Linked DNA regions of Mus musculus: region 2 is linked to region 1. A link is a contact called in public promoter capture Hi-C data. All regions are on one chromosome and are shown on one strand. Each heading gives the region's core, a stretch centred on a gene start, on an enhancer-like site or on the middle of the called end of the contact. The rest is flanking DNA. Distances are from core to core; before and after follow the strand shown.

The links. Promoter capture Hi-C pulls out the DNA fragments that hold promoters and counts their contacts.
Region 2: a contact with region 1 is called in a promoter capture Hi-C map of the C10 cell line. The contact joins two enhancer-like sites. A contact is called at or near these places in 2 of 39 promoter capture datasets (the C10 cell line and liver), 1 of 484 Hi-C or Micro-C datasets (cerebral cortex), 1 of 115 datasets of contacts at active chromatin or transcription factors (regulatory T cells) and 4 of 9 other capture datasets (adipose tissue, embryonic stem cells, liver and 1 more).

The regions. Positions count from the first base shown.
Region 1 is chr6:114,778,879-114,783,267 of GRCm38.p6, reverse strand. The region is part of intron 18 of Atg7 (autophagy related 7); the gene reads right to left. Among named protein-coding and RNA genes, the nearest start is that of Gm52917, 46 kb to the right of the region's middle. Within about 2 kb of position 1,752, at least 131 of the 459 cell types and tissues checked have an H3K27ac peak or open chromatin away from gene starts, as enhancers often do. A contact at or near this core is called in cerebral cortex, where this site is marked.
Region 2 is chr6:115,003,563-115,008,253 of GRCm38.p6, reverse strand. It overlaps Tamm41 (TAM41 mitochondrial translocator assembly and maintenance homolog), which reads left to right. Exons shown (of 8, transcript NM_026894.1): 8 at 3,735-3,873. The coding sequence ends at 3,811. Among named protein-coding and RNA genes, the nearest start is that of Tamm41, 32 kb to the left of the region's middle. Within about 2 kb of position 2,538, at least 43 of the 459 cell types and tissues checked have an H3K27ac peak or open chromatin away from gene starts, as enhancers often do. A contact at or near this core is called in cerebral cortex, where this site is marked.

The DNA.
Region 1 (4,389 bases), core at 503-3,002:
TCCTCATAAGGTGACTGCAGACATATCCAGAAGAGAAGTGTGTTGGTGGCTACAGTACAGTCTCAGAGGCCCTACTGACACAGGCACATATGGAACCCCTGCTCTGCTTTTTCTGCCCTACACCTGGAGTTCCAATCTCTGAGAACCAATGTTTGCTCTTGCCTGCCCGCGCCCCCCACCCCCACCCGCATGAGAACCTGAGATTCCACAGAAACAAAAGAAGCATGTGTCATCTCTGTCCCTACAGCTACAAGCCCTGTGTGGCTCACATCCTCCTTCCCCCAGCACCATGGCACTGTCCCATGGTGCTGGGCCTCTCTGCTTCCTCAGCAGCAGGAGCTGGGCAGAGCTGATGAACACTAGCTGAGATACTGGAGTAACAGGCACACACCTTCGCTGCTGTCCCCTCTACCCCTGAGCCTCGTGCGCAACTGAAAAGCAGAAGATTCAGACCTGCAATCTCAGAGCTACAAATCTATTTAATTTTGCAGTCTTGAAATATGGAATCTCCCCAAATTCAACATGAGGCAGCTGTTTTGCTTGCAAATGAGAAGGATCAGCTGTGAAAATATAGCCCCTAGAAAACCAAGGCCAGCACAGGCTGCAAGGACACCCCAGGGTCCCCGCACCGCTGAGTCAGGAAGTCGGGGCAGCTGTGCCTGGCCTATGTGCTACCTAGTTCTAGGAATTCACTCACTTTCCACCTTCTGGCTCACAGAATCCATCGTGAAAAGCCCCTCCAACTCAAAATGCATCCAGTTAGTTTAATGTATTCATGATTTAAAGATATATACAACTGCCAATCAAAGTTGAGGATCCAGTCAGACAAAGCCAGATAGATAAAATTCCTGTCTGACATGACTGACTCAGTTTAAAAAATATTTTTAGGTTAATGTAATATCTTGAAGTCTTTATGGTTTAATGTCTTTTGGTCTTGAATTTCATGGTTGAAAGAGGACTCAAGTCTCACAATTTAAAAAGGATTGTGTTCCCATGGTTTAAGGAGGACTAGAGCCTCTCTTCCATTGCTCAGCTGTCTTGTCTGTGTGTCGCATGTGACTTCCCCATTCTCTCTGCCATGGCCTCTAAGTAGGTTGCGCCACTCAGCCTCCTCTCTGGAAGGCAGGATTCCACGCAGACTTTGCTGTCTACCCTTCAGCAGGACTGTCCCTAATGCCCACATATATAAACATCTCACATTTCTACAGATAACTCTGACAGCAAATAAAAGGGACACACTTTACACAGCGAGTTCTCAATGGGATGCTGCCAAGCTGGATTTCAAAAGACAGGCTCCAGTTTCCAAACTAAGCAGCGATTGGCTCTGTGCCTGCAGTTTCTGCCTCCCCTCCCCTCACTCAGGAGAGAGGGCCAAGGCTGACCTGGAGGGATTGCTTCATAAGGAAAATTCAGTGCAGGGCACCATCCCAGGACAGACCGGGGAGACGGGCTATCAGAGGACTCTGGGAAGACAGGGCTAGGTGCTTGAACAAGCCCATGAGTTCCCATAGTGAACTCTCTCCACTGCAAACAGGTCTGAGTGCTGACACGGGGGTTTCCCACAGCCTCCCCTGGCCTCCAAAGGCTTATTTGTCATCAGAGGCTCTTGATGAAGCTGTACATAAATATCTGACTGTTGTTAAATACAAAACAAAACAAAAAACTATTCCACAGAAACCAAATCAAAACCAGCTGTGAGGGCGAAGGGCCAGAAACTTGGGGTAAGTGCAAAGGCCGGGCAGAAACACTTGTTAACAGCGTGGCTGACTGAGCAGAACAGGAAGTCTTTCTGCCCATGAAGTCACACCATACAGCTGCCATGTTTCTCCTGTGACTTCTGCTGTGAGGACAACAGACATTCCACCTTCTAGAATTCTGTATCCCAGTGAGTTAAGAGTTTGAATCTCAGCTCTGGATGGATCTGTCAGTGCAGCCCTCTCTGTGGCTGCCAGCCTGCAAGGGGCTGTACAGCCTGTGTTAACAGTTGGTAGTCAACATTCCTCCCCCCTTATCACTAAGTAACTGCGTAAATCTGCAAGGGGGATGCTGCCTCACAAAAGCCCGAGGATGTAAACGCCTTGACCACAATGCTAAGGATGGACAGTGCTGACACCACCCATGGTGCAACTGTCCTGTGTTGTCAAGAGGCCAGAGTGAGGGGCAGAGAGCCTGGAGTTAGTTAATCCGGGAGGCAGGAGAATGCTGGCTTCTGGCTATGGGATCTGAAAATTTCAATCTCTCAAGGATGGACCAAGATGGTTTGTTTCATCAGCTCCCTTAGGAGTCATCCTTTTACTTTAGTTAGATGGAGTAGAAAAATGTATCTTGGTGTTTCTCAGAGCACGATGCTGAAACCACAGTTGGAATAAAATAAAAACACAGAAACTGATATTTTGTCCCAGGATGAGAAAAAACCCCAGAGGCTAACTTGAGCCAGTTTCATAAAACGAGGCTAATGCATCTGCATGTTTGAGTCAGACTGAGACTTTCCTTAGGAAATCCAGCAATTAAAGCAACCCTCCAGGAACTCCTCAGCAGATCTGTGACTGAGACATGATATGGTCCATCAACTTGCAACTCCCATTTCCTTAGGTTGCAAAGAGGCTGGAGGAAGGACCAGAGAGTCAAGGCCAGTCTCCATGGGCCAGCTCTACTCTCAGGAAGCTGGGCCTCAAAGGTGAAGCATGAAAGCATCCTCCACACATGGCCATGCTTCAAGCATGCAGGAGGTTAAGTGGGGCCTTTCCTCTGTGGGGACTTCTAACATCCCATGGGCAAAATGAAAACACCATTTGACACCTAGATGGGATTCAAAGAATGTGGGTGTCTGTCCAAGGCCCCAAGATGAAACACAGGCCATGGCAAATGGCCTTTCCTAAGTTCTTTTAACTTTTCAGTGTTAAATAAAATTAATCCTCCATATATAGTCCACATAAAAACACTTGGATTGTCACTTGGGTGGCAGAGGCAGACAGATCTCTGTGGTGTTATATGTATAAAGACCAAGCCTTGGCTCCAGGTAGTTAGTTCTAAGCCATCCAGGGCTACACAGTGAGACCCTGTATGTAAAAACAAAAACTACAAATGACAGAATTGTACAGGAGAGCTGGGATGAGCTCTGTGGCTGTGATGTGCTTTGTAACTTGGGAAGGCTCAGGGCATTGGTGTTCTCCTCCCCAGCTTTCCAGTTTATAAAATCCAGCTTTTGTTTATAAAGACAGTTTCTCATCCTTTAAAACTAAGAGGCTCGAGCTGGAGAGATGGCTCAGCAGTAAAGAGCACTGATTGCTCTTCCAGAGGTCCTGAGTTCAATTCCCAGCAACCACATGGTGGCTCACAACCATATGTAATGGGATCTGATGCCCTCTTCTGGTGTGTCTGAAGACAGTGACAGTGTAATCACATATATAAAATAAATAAATCTTAAAAACAAAAACAAAAACCAACAAGACAAAACAAAGCCTAAAGGGCTAAAGGGAATGGTGGTTGTCTTCCTAAAAGGCTTTTTTACATCCTGACTCTCTGAGTCTTGGAACTGACCGCATACATATGACTAAACATTTCTGATGGCCCCTCAGCTCCTTGTCAATACCTTTGCTTCTCACAGTGGACATGAGCCCATGAGCATAACCGTCTCATTGATCCCTACCCTAATAACCAGCATGGTACAAGCAGCAGACTTTCAGACATGGGTAGTAATTTTTAAATCACACACATAATCATGCATGCATACACATGGTTCTGAGCTTCAGCACCACAAAAGATTAAATCTTTCTATAGACAACATATATGATGAAATAATACATATTACTTTGATGATTCTTTGCAAACACCAAGCCCAAGAAAACAGTTCATCCAAAAGGGAAGGGATTACCATTTTCATGAGGTTGTGTTTAAAAAATACACATGTTCAGATTTTCATACTGAGCACCAAAAATAAGTATAAAAATCAAAATACTATATTTATATAAATAGATTTTTTTGGCTTTGTTTTGTATTTGAGATAAGGTTTCAGGTAGTATAGGTTGGCCTTGAATTCACTATAAGCAGAGAGTGACCTTGAACTCCTGATCTTCCTACCCTGAAGAACTGAGGCTTGGGCTTCCACATGCTAGGAAAGTGCTCTACTAGTAAGCTGTATCCCCAGGAATTCTCAGACCTACACATTCATTCTCTCTCACACAAGTTCTTTTCACTGTCCTGAGTGGGACAATGATTTTTGCTATTATCAGGTCCCCTGGTGAGGACACTATTTTTGCTTTTCGTTTAAAGCTTCTATTTAGAGCTTTGGCAAGTCAAGGGTTACATATCCAAACTCCCAGGAGGACTGTCAACTGCAAAACATGAAATAAACCCAGAACATGGCTGAAGGATGAAGAAACAGCAGCT
Region 2 (4,691 bases), core at 1,289-3,788, 220 kb before region 1:
TCCATTCCATGATGTGCCTGATTTTAATAAAAGTTATCTTTAGTTATGGTAATGTCTTACCAAAGAAGAACAGCCTCTGTGTGTAAAAAATGAATAACAATACAGTCATGAGCCGCACCAAAGTAGACCTAAAATTGCTTTTCCTATTTGAATAGTGACAATTATTAGCCAGGAGTGAAAACAAACAAACAAAAATCATTGTGAATCCCTGCACCACCTCCTGATAACCTCCACCCTGAGATAGGCCCTGGGCATCTCCCCACTGAGTTCTGCCATTCGCCAGCAGAGGGCAGTGTTAGCAGAACCTGCCACCCAGGTTCCCTCCGGGCCAGGACTGCCCTGCATCCCCTGAGCAGTGACTTGCTTCACTTCTCAGGGCCCCACATTGTACAGGGGGAGAAAGGGCACAGGCAGCGGCAACAGTAGGCAACGATGACCCTGCTGCAGTTCTGTGGGTCTTCTGGCCTTGTGCCTGGCCTCTCTGTGTATGTGGTAGCCTGTGAGATCTGTAACCCGCCCTGCAGATTTTCTTGGGAAACATGTTCGGTGCGCTGTGTTTGTGAGCAGCATGGCCCTCTGTCTTAATAGCTTTCCCTTGCAGTTTGTCAGATACGCTCATGGTCTAGCTTGAAGTCTTAGAAATACTCTGTTCCTTTTCTCTGGAAGTTTCTTCGTTAGGAGCTGGTCTCCATCTCGCATACCCTGTTGCTAGCAGAGCAGCAAGATTCTCCTCAAGTTTCCTAGTTCATCAGGAACTAGCGTCAGCACGGAGCCCCTGAAGAAAGTAGTTTGCCACTGAGGGTAGCCAGTCTCTGCCAACAAAAGACCAGCAGAGCCAACTGTCTTTGTCTAAGCAGCAGCCCTTTACAGAGTCTCTGTGCCTGGCTCGAGCCTGCTGCAGCAGTTTGAGTGAGCGGGTGTGAGGACAGGTAGGTAGGAAATTGGAGTCAGTGATCAGCCTGAGAGATAGGCCAGAGCCGCACAAAGGTCGGCCCCAAAGCTGCATTCAGCATTCAAAGACTGCTGAGCCTCCCTGAGGCCAGAGGGAGGCTACTGAGGATGCAGGAAGAGGGAGGGGACTGTTACCAGAGAGACCAGCAGATAGGGATAGAGCCAGCTAGCCATCTGAAGGAGCCTTGCGCAAGCCCAGGCCAGGGCAGCAAGGGAAGAGAGTGCATGGGGCACAGGAGAAGAAGGAGGCAGGAGGCAGATGCAAACCCCAGAGACTGGGGTGCCACCCTCTGAGGTGCGGGAAGCCGATTAGTCTAATTCTCCCTCCTGTCTTTATGGTCAATCAGAGTTAAATCTCCCAACTTCAAAAGACTCCGCTGAATTAACAGGACACGTTTAGTCTTATCCCTAAGAGATATCCCAGCATGCCTCGCTGCTCCTCATCCCATTCCTGAAACACAGTGGAGCCAATCGTTATTTTCATCTTACATCATCTTTCTGATGATGTGTTTATCACTTAAGGTTGAACACCCTCCCTCCTCCTCCTCCTTCTCTTTCTCTCTCTCTCTCTCTCTCTCTCTCTCTCTCTTTCTCCTTCCCTCCCTCCCTCCCTCCCTCCCTCCCTCCCTCCCTCCCCCCTTTCCTGCTTCCCTCCTCTATTCTGATTGGGTATCTGTAGCTGAGGCTGCTGTGACCTCAGTTGTCTGGCTTTGCTCTCTGGGTTCTAGGGTTGTAGGTGTCCACTGCCACACCCAGCCATGTCTAACCTGTCAAATTAAGCTGTAGCTCTGCCTCGGATGAGCCTTTCCCTGTACACAGGTCAGTTGGAGGCTCACTGCAAGTGTTCAGAGGCTCACTGACTTTGTCTTCATAGGTGTGGATATAGAATTGTGTCAGGCCCCACCTTAGAGTGTGTGCTGGAGAAGTTGGCCCACTGATGGCCCCTTCTTCTTGATGCTTTTTCTTCCTGAATTGCTTTAGACGGTTTCTCTTCCTCCTTTCTCTTGCCTTCCCCCTTCCATCCTCAGAGCTCAGGCTGTTCCTGGACCCCACTCCTGTTTGATGTGGTAATGTGAACAGCTCCTGCCCTGGCGTGCCACTCTGGCTCCTCCACAGAGCCTCCACAGGGGGCTTTCCCACCTGCCCCCGGTGCTTCACAGACTTTGCTGTCCTTTGAAGAACACTGTTTCAATTTTATGAAATTGTTGGCTGAAATATTTTAAGCCTTTGGTGAAATTAATTGTTCTTACCTTGAGCAAACCTCAGCTCTTGAGAAAACCTGGTGGGATCGAGCACGTTCAGAGTGGTGTGGCTATGGACGGAGCCCATGGAAATCTAACCTCAGGGCCCCTCTGCATGGAAGTGCACATAAGCAGTCATTTCCTAGTGTTCTTTGTGGCACAGTCCCCTACTGCAGGCTTTCTGACCGCTGAAGGAGGAATTGTGTTCGGTCAAGGGAGGCATCTAGTGCTCTAAGCAGCTGAAGATGGCACCCAGGGCCACTCAGCCATGGTCAGTATTTACCTGACAATCTCAGAGGAGCTTGTCACTAAGCTATGGCAAGAGGAGTTGGTCGGTCTCCAGCCGTGACTCAGCAGCCTGGGCTTGCTGTGCTGAGTCCTGCATGTGTGACTGCCTGGCTTCTGCTCGGCCTTCTGGTTGGTTCTGCTGAAATTCGAAACAGCACCTTATGTAATGATCTTCCAGCCTTAGTGCTCAGGTGGGTGAGTCTGACCAGAGTCATTGCTTCAGGGAGAAAATTAAGAGGGGTGGAGGCAGTGAAAACTTGGAGTTTCTCAACGAGATCATGTCAAGCTGAGAACACGAATCCAGACACATCTGCTAATGGTTTTGGGAACCCTGCCTTTCTCCCTGTCACTGCCTGCAGTAGCCACAGATTCCAAGCAGGTGAGGCAGCTTCCAGTTAACAGGGCCAGGTAGTTTAAAAGATCACTACCCAGTTAATCCTCCCATCTTGTCAACATGGTCACCAAGCCACAGCCAGGAGCATACACTTCCAACCCAGAGCACAAAGAGAAGAAGGCTTCAGCTCCTCAGGCCACACCCTAAAGCACCAGCTGAGAATACTAGCACCCAGTTTATCCCTTGGTACGCGTTTCCCATAAGCCTCAGAGAGCCTCTTCTCTGGGATTTTGTAGTTGGGATAAAGTCAGAGGCCTATAAGAACCAATCTTCACTCTGCCACTTCAGAAGACTCAGCTAAGCATCTCCTGTGTGCTGCTGGGTACCAGGTACTGCATGAGGTGAAAGGAACGCTGGGTGAATAGAACAAGGGCCCTGTCCTGGGGAGCTGTCAGTCTAGGCAGAGACAGGAGAATCAGCTACAAGTGCAGAACAGAGGGGTAAATGCTATTCAAGAGGCGAGCACCAGGCAAGAGAGCAGCCTGGCATGTGTCGTTGGAACTGCATCTGCTCTAGGCAGACAGGTGGCGTGCGTGGGACACAGAGCAGCAGTGACTGGGATGCTCCTGCTGTCGAGAGGGAGCACCAGAAGGCTCCTCCCTTCTAAAAGACCTGGGAAGCCCAGTGGCTGCCAGAACCCCTTTCAACCCCAGGAATCCTGGTCAGACACAGAATGGTGCTGCACAGCAGGGGCCCAGCTCAGAGTCTCTGCGGCCTCTAATGGCCTTCGGCTCCCAGGTCCTCTCAAAACGCCCCAGTCAGCCCACTGTAGCCCGAACCCAAAGACAAGCCTCTGGGACGGTAGCTGCGTGTCCACCGAACAGGACTCACTCCTCATCCACGCTTCTTTTTTCTTGCAGGTATGAAGAAGTCTGTGATTTATAGTTCACGGAAACTGAACAAAATGTGGAAAGGGTGGATGAGAAAAGCGTCCTGACTTGACTGATGTTGTGTTACGTGTAGATTATGAATAAATGGCTCCATGCTTTTTTAAGAGTTGCTTGTCACTCTGACTGGCTGCTTGAAATCGAGGAGACCAAGGTTTGAGTCATGCTTGGTAAGGTTTGGTTTGTTTCTGGGTCTTTATTAGACAGAGTCTCACTTTACAGCCTGGCTGGCCTCAAATTCACAGAGATCCTCCTGCCTCTGCCTCCTGAATCTGGGATTAAAAGGTGTGTGCCACGATGCTTGGCTATGGTTGATTTTTTTTTTTTTTTAATTCACTGTCAGACACTAACTCAGGTGCTACCCAAGCACATGAGAGGACTTTGGACCCCAAGAAAAGGCTTCTAGGTACAGAGCTGTGAGTGCATTTTGTGATCCATGCTGAACAAAAGGTTCTGACTTTGAGGACACACTGAGTTGGACATGACAGGTGCTGCTACTGTGCGTTTGAACTTGTAGCCTGTAAAGTCTACAGGGTACATAAGCTGGGCTCTCTTCTAGTGCCCCAGTCCCCATTCACTTGGTGGGATTTTGGTTTTGGTTTTTGTCTTTTCAGTTTGTTTTTTTTTTTTTTTTGGTTTGGTTTGGTTTTGGCCTGTTTTGTATGAAGTTGTGTAGCAGACTGACTTTTGGGTGCAGAGCCCTAGACGACCCCTTGCAGCTTCTGCCCAGCCAGTACTGAGACGTGTGTACGTACCGAGAACCCAGCAGTACAGGACACACTGATCCACCCTGCTTTCCTCTCTGCCCTTTGTTGTGTTGGCTCCTCTAAGGCTGGCTCCAGTCACTGCCATCATCTTCTTGTATCATGTCATCAGAGATTCCCCCCCCCCATATCTAATATGACCCCCACTGTTTATAAGACACACAGA